2 separate regions of the Rattus norvegicus genome follow, and region 2 is linked to region 1. The links are chromatin contacts, called in public Hi-C maps. All regions are on one chromosome and are shown on one strand. Each heading gives the region's core, a stretch centred on a gene start, on an enhancer-like site or on the middle of the called end of the contact. The rest is flanking DNA. Distances are from core to core; before and after follow the strand shown. Region 1 has its middle 270 kb from the start of Agtpbp1. Region 2 holds the start of Ntrk2 (neurotrophic receptor tyrosine kinase 2).

Evidence for each region. Hi-C and Micro-C count contacts between places; a contact is called where the count stands out from the background.
Region 2: a Hi-C map of Schwann cells shows a contact between it and region 1, with 5 times the contacts expected there. The contact joins the promoter of Ntrk2 here to the enhancer-like site in region 1. A contact is called at or near these places in 2 of 12 Hi-C or Micro-C datasets (the A7r5 cell line and Schwann cells) and 1 of 1 datasets of contacts at active chromatin or transcription factors (oligodendrocytes).

The regions. Positions count from the first base shown.
Region 1 is chr17:5,406,485-5,409,724 of GRCr8, forward strand. No RefSeq gene overlaps it. Among named protein-coding and RNA genes, the nearest start is that of Agtpbp1, 270 kb to the left of the region's middle. Within about 2 kb of position 1,682, at least 1 of the 93 cell types and tissues checked has an H3K27ac peak or open chromatin away from gene starts, as enhancers often do. A contact at or near this core is called in Schwann cells, where this site is marked.
Region 2 is chr17:5,873,057-5,876,296 of GRCr8, forward strand. Ntrk2 (neurotrophic receptor tyrosine kinase 2) reads right to left here and starts at 1,572. Exons shown (of 18, transcript NM_012731.3): 1 at 1,251-1,572; 2 at 322-877. The coding sequence starts at 533.

The DNA.
Region 1 (3,240 bases), core at 432-2,931:
ATTTGAAAGGATTAGAAGGATTAAGAAGTATGCCTTGTTGGATAGGTGTAGTATTCCTTGTTAGGGGAAGTGTGTCAGTGGGAGTGGCTGTGATGCCCACATGAGGTCCAATCTCTCTCTCTCTCTCTCTCTCTCTCTCTCTCTCTCTCTCTCTCTCTCTCTCTCTGTCAACAGATTAGGATAGGTTATAGCTCTCAGCTATTTCTCTAGCGTCATGCACACTGCCATGCTCCCCACCATGAAGATAATGTCCAGCCTCCGAGACTGTAAGCTGGACCCCAGTTAAATGGTTTCCTTTATAAGAGTCCCCTTGGTCACGGTGCCTCTTCACAGCAGTAGAACAGTGACTAAGACAAGTGTCATGCCTATATGTGTGTCTGTGTGCCACATGTGTGTCTGGTGCCCAAGGAGGGCAGAAGAGGGTGTCAGATTTCTTGACACAGAAGTTACAGGCAATTGTGAGCTGCCGCGTGGGTGCTAGGAATGTAACTTGGGTCCTCTGTCAGAGCAGTCAGTGGTCTTACCCTCTGAGCATCTCTCGAGCGCAGATGCCTATCATTATAAAGCTAGTAGATGCCAAAATTGGTTCATAGGTTTCTACTCTAGGACTCTACTGGTAGGGCAAATTTTGCCACTGAAATGGCTGTGATTTCTTGCTAATGCTATACACCATGAGGCTCATGGGGAGGAGGTAGAACGGGGTGGCACTCAAGAAGGAGCAAAGGGAATCTTTGGATACTCAATCTGTGGCCTTGGCCTTGAACTTATGACCTTATCACTCCAATTTAGCCATTGGTCTTAGCCCTAGGATCATGAAACTATTTTCTATCAGGGAGAACCTTCCAAGGCTAACAGAAACTGGTATAGGTAATTCTGGTCAAATTGTTTGTGGCAGGATCAGGGTTAGAATAATAGGGGGATGCTTACTTCCATAGTTTGATCTTTTTGTTCATGCTTCTGTGTGGTGGCTTCTGGTGGGTGGACTTCTCTTCCCCATCAGCACCAAGCCCTGTGGGTTTAACTTGTGCTGCCCTACTGTGTGCCGGCCTACTGCGTGCCAGTCTACAAACCAGGATGGTGTTAGCATTTTCTGTATTCAGTTCATTCAAGTCAGGCTCACTGTTGCTCACACTGCCCTCTGAAATCTGGGCCCTAAGAAGTCAGAATCCAATCCTACTTACTGACTGATTCCCAAGGCCTTAGGGGGAAAAAAGCCAGACAATAGATAAGAGCCAGACAGACCAGTTTTGAGTGGGGTGTGAGGAGAAAGCCCCAGGTATTCCTTTCTGACCCTGCTCCATCTCTCTGCTTCTCTGCCTGCCTCCCCACCTCCCCACTTTTCTGCATCCCTACCTGCCACTCTCGCCCTTTACTCTGCTGCTCCAGCTCCAAGCTGAACCTCGGGTCCCCGCATCAAGTCTATGGCACTAGATATTCTCCAAGAGACAAGGTGGGAGCTTGGGTTTCACATCCGGCCTGTTCCATCAATGCTAAAACTAAATCACACTGCAGTGGTTCGATTGCCCTCTGCGGCTCCGAGTCAGTGTTCTGGGTGGGGTCAGGGTCCCTGTGAACAAAAATCCTGTTCATCTGGATAAAATATTTGGTGGGGCTAGGCGCTAGCAAGGACCGAGAAACACTAAATGGAATGTTGCTTCTCACGTGACCAGAGGGCCCTTCTGCTTTCAGTGTGGAGCACATGCGTCATCTCCTTGTCTCTGAGTAGCTTTTCCTTTGCTACCCATGAGGCCAGACTGGCCAGACTTTGTGGAGTTTCTTAAGAGAATTATGTGTGAGTGTGTGTATGCATGTGCCTGTGTGTGTGTGTGTGTGTGCGTGTGCCCACAGAGGCTAGAAGAACACGTTGGATCCCCTGGAGCTTAAGTTACAAGAGGTTGTGAGCTGTCCCGTGTGCGTGCTGGGGACAGAATTCTGGTTGTCTTCAAGAACAGCAGGTGCTTCTAACTGCTGAGCCGTCTCTCCAGGCCCAGGAATGGCTAGCCTTATTGTTAAATCAGAAAGTTGTTATTGAAAGACGGTGGGAATTCATAAAACTACAGATGAGTATACAGTTAAGCACCATGCAAACGAGGCCGTGTGGTTCTCTCCTCCTGCGGGGAGGCTTCGTTACAGCTCAGAACTGTGCCTTCTAAACCTGATCCCTTCTCTGACTTCTATTACCATAGATTTCTTTTGCCCTTTAAAAACTTTACCCAAGTCTCTAGGAGACTAGGAGCTTCCTCTTCCACTGAGGCCTGACAAGGCAGCCCAGCTAGAACATGTCCCACATACAGGCAACAGCATTTGGGCTAGCCCTGCCCTTCTAGTTGTTGGGGACTAGCCTCACAGAGACTTAAGTGCCAGCAATGGGGGATACCCAAGGGCTTAGAGGAGAAGGGGAAGGGGGAGGGGGATGGAGAGGGATTGTGGGAGGGGTGATCCGGAGCCGGGCAGTGAGCGGGATGTGAAGTGAAAAAGTAAAAAAATAGAACTAAATTTAAATAAGGCTTTACACCAATGTCATGATAGAGGAGTTATGGGTATAGCTTGTCTATGTTATAGAGTATATCCTGTCGTTACCATCATCTAATATGAGCCGTCATTTTATTCTTCCCATTTATCTATGTACATCTGGGTGGTCGTTCTCTGTTTTATAATATTCCGATTTACCAATGCGGGCTAAGTTTTTTGTTCGTTATGTTGGTGCCAGACCAAATGGTCGTTGCCAGGTTTTGTCTGCTGATAACGGTGCCATCGAGAGCACTTGTACAGGCGATTTGGGACTGCACACATGTGTGCGTTTCTATGGTGTGTGCACGGAGGTTGGAACTAGGGGCTCATGGAGGAGCAACACGTTCAGCCTCCCTAGATGCCACTTAGTGGCTTTTCAATGTCACTGTGTAAATTTAGATCTCCAGAGCCATATACTCTCAGTCCTGCTGCTTCGAATCGGGGCCGGCATCTCACACGCTCAGTTTGAGTCTGTTTCAGCGATTCCGATGAACATTTAGTGTGCTTTGTTTTGATTTAAATTCACACCTTACAATAGATTTCTGTGGGGTGACTAGTGTCTGCAGGTGTCTTGAGTGGTATTGTTGATTGTACAGTGCATTTTTTTTTTCGGAGCTGGGGACCGAACCCAGGGCCTTGTGCTTCCTAGGCAAGCGCTCTACCACTGAGCTAAATCCCCAACCCCTGTACAGTGCATTTTTATATTCCTCCAGTACATTTACTGCGTTT
Region 2 (3,240 bases), core at 322-2,821, 470 kb after region 1:
ACAAAAATGTTCCAATATAATTGTCATGTATGGAAAGCCTAAAACACACCCATCAGAACTTTGAAATGAAAATGCACACAGAATTCCTTCCCAGGGACATAATGTATATGCATATATGATTATATTTCTCTCTATATGGAATTTTTAGAGTCCCACTCTTCACCAACTGCCAACCCTAAGCCAGTGAAACAGACAGGGAAGTGACAGATACTCCATCTCTCTGGTCTCTGACTTCTTGCTATGTTTGGGACAGCATCTGTCCCAACATATACCTGCCTGAGCCCTGAGGTGGGGACAGGAGAAAAAGTACAAGGAACTCACATTTCGGTGATGTTCTCTGGGTCAATGCTGTTAGGTTCCAACCTCGGAAATGCCACGATGCCAGGAGAAGGCTCGGTACACCAAATCCTAGTGGTGCTGCATTTGCAGGACATGGGGCAGGCAAGAGAAGCCCTCCAGAAGCCCAAGACCAGCAAGCATAAGCCCCAGAGCCGCGCCATGGCGGGTCCATGCCACCTCGGCCAGGGCGACATCCCGAGCTGCCAGTGCCAGTCAGTCAGAGTGCGTGTCCCTACGCTGAGCCAGGCGTCCCCCGCCGGAGGGGGGAGGCCTTCCCTGAGCCCTCTTGCTGCTTGGTGCTGATGGCCTCCCGCCGAGAGGAGCGTACCAGAGGCTGAGCCTGTCGGTGCTGGGGCTGAGCAGGTTGGCGCTGACCAAATGGTTCACAGTGGCTGGAACATCACGGGCCGCTGCTCCAAGCCACAAGGCGGCTGCATGGTCCTATACGCCAGGCGCCACTCGGTGGCTCTCCCTGGACTCTTTGGGTCGCAGAACCGCTAAACCGGCACGGATATCGATATCGGTGCGCACCTCAGGGCTGAGGACAAACAGACATGGATGAGACTAAGCGTAGACCCTACACACCACCAAATGGGACACAGTCCCTCCCGCGCTCTCCTCACCCTGAACCCCAGCCTGGAGAATGAAGGTCTGAATACCCAGCTCCCGCCCGGCAATCAACTTGCCCCTCAGTGGCCCCCCAGTGTGCCCGCTCTCCCTTCAAGCCTGAGGCCGAGGCGTGAGAAGTCGGGAACAGGTCTATGAGAGCAGATTCCATGGCACAGGCCAAGCCGAGGACCCTCTAAAGAGGCTGCGGCAGCGATGGGGCCCCAATGATGCTGCAGAATCCTCCCCGGCCGCTGGGCGCGGGGGGGAAAGGGGAGGTGGGCAGGTGGCGCGGCACATCCCACCTGGGGAGCAACTGCGGTAGCAGGACAGTGCCGGCCCTGGCCACAGAGGACTGTCGGCGCGGCTCCCCCGGCCTCCCGTAGCCAGCGCAGGGAGCAGAGCGCCGCAGAAGCAGCAACAGCAGCTGAAGCAGCGACTGGGCTCTAACCGGCGGCCGCCGCCGCCTCTGCTACTGCTGGCGAAGTGACGTGAGGGCTGACGCAGAGCAGGGGCAGAAACTCCAGAAAATTAGTATGAAATCCAAAAACACACACGCTCACACACACACACACACACACACACACACACACACACACACACACACACGCACGCACGCACACGCACTCGCACACAGGCATAGCATAGCACCCTCCAGACAAAAGCAAGGCGGAGGGGAGGGAATCTGGGGGCGAGCGGGGAGGAGGAGGCTTGGTGCCAGCGGCCAGGCGCAGACAGCAGCATGTGGGAGTTCACACTCGCGCGCACGCACACACCTTGGCGGGGTAGCTGTGCGGGTGTGCATGTGAGCGCGCGCGCGCGCGCGTGTGTGCCCCTTTAGACCCCGGTACCTCTGAAATGCAGCGTTGCGCTGCTGGATGCTTCCTTGGTCTCTAATTCTTACATCTCTTCCACACCTCAGTACAGGCTAGCACCCCTTTTTGAAATAGAAGCCCTATTTGGTTAGGCTCTGAAAAAAATGCTCCGATTCTTATTGTAGGAATCGTCCCTTTTCCTTTTCCTTTTCCTTTCCCTTTCCCTATCCCTCTCCCTCCCGGCCGCGTTCTCCTTTTCTACCATGCTCATAGGGCAAAGCAAGCTATTCCCAAAATATAGGGAAGACAAGCGACAGCCCTTACAAAAATAAACATATAACGCTGTGCGTTAGCCAAGGACCATTGCCCGGTTCCGGACTACCAATTTAGGGTGGATGGTTCCAAAGCTCTCGTGATGGGGTTTCTGCCAAGAGGAACCCAAGTGTAGCTCTAATGGGTCTTTCTCCTGCCGTTTGCGCCATAGGGAGAGCCCTGCGTGGGGAGGGAGTGCGCCGGCCGCGCTGTGGGTTCCCTAAATGCTTTGCACTGACCCTGGCCTGCGGAATGGATGGTTCTGCATCATCTTCTCTCATTCCTTAACCTGGCAGGATGCAGCCATTTGAGGATCACAGCTTCACTCCCCACGACATCCACCCGCACGCGGAGCACCCAAGCCCCTGTCCCCTGCCCTGTCGTACCTTGCCCGTGCTCGTGTGCGCGCGCGCATGTGCGCCAACGTGTACCCTGCACCCGCGCTGCCCGAGGCAGGACGTGCTTCCAGCTACGGAGAGGCTGGGCTCTGGCAGCGCCCTAGAGTCTCAGTGGGGACACGTGAGATGATTCCCGAGCGTCGAGTGACAAACCTTAACTGCTGTGCGGGTACAGTTAAATGATCGCTGCAGGCCATTGGCGAGCGTGGTCCGAACCTCCTCTCACCATTTGTGGCTCCGACCGCCCGCATATCCGCAGTCATTTAAAAGGGAATCTGGTAGATGCGCCGCAGTGCCTGACTCTTCCGAGGGCTCTGGTGCCCCCGCGCGGGGAGAAGAAACCCAACGTGCTCCAGTACATGGGGCCACTACCATCGCGTCTGGAACTGCGCTACCAGCGCACTGCAGCCCCAGATGCGCAACCACCGCGCTGTTTGCACGATGCTGCCCAGGCAGTGTGCCTCTCACCAGATCCCAACAGTCTTCTTGCCACGGAAGTCCTCCACGCACCACAAGACTATGCACTGGAGTCCAATTTAAGACATAAAAACTGTCACCCACCTGCCCGCAAAGGCCAGAAATGAGAAGGATGGTGTCGGTAAATGTTTGGGTCTCTACACAGCCTTAAACATCACTACGAAATAAAATCCACCTAGCAGGGTTTTCATACACATGCCACCCACGGAGGACAGAAATATAACCCTCACACACTCAAACACCTAGCTGAGGCCTGGAGCAAAAAAGCAACAGGTCACCTCACCTCCTTCCCT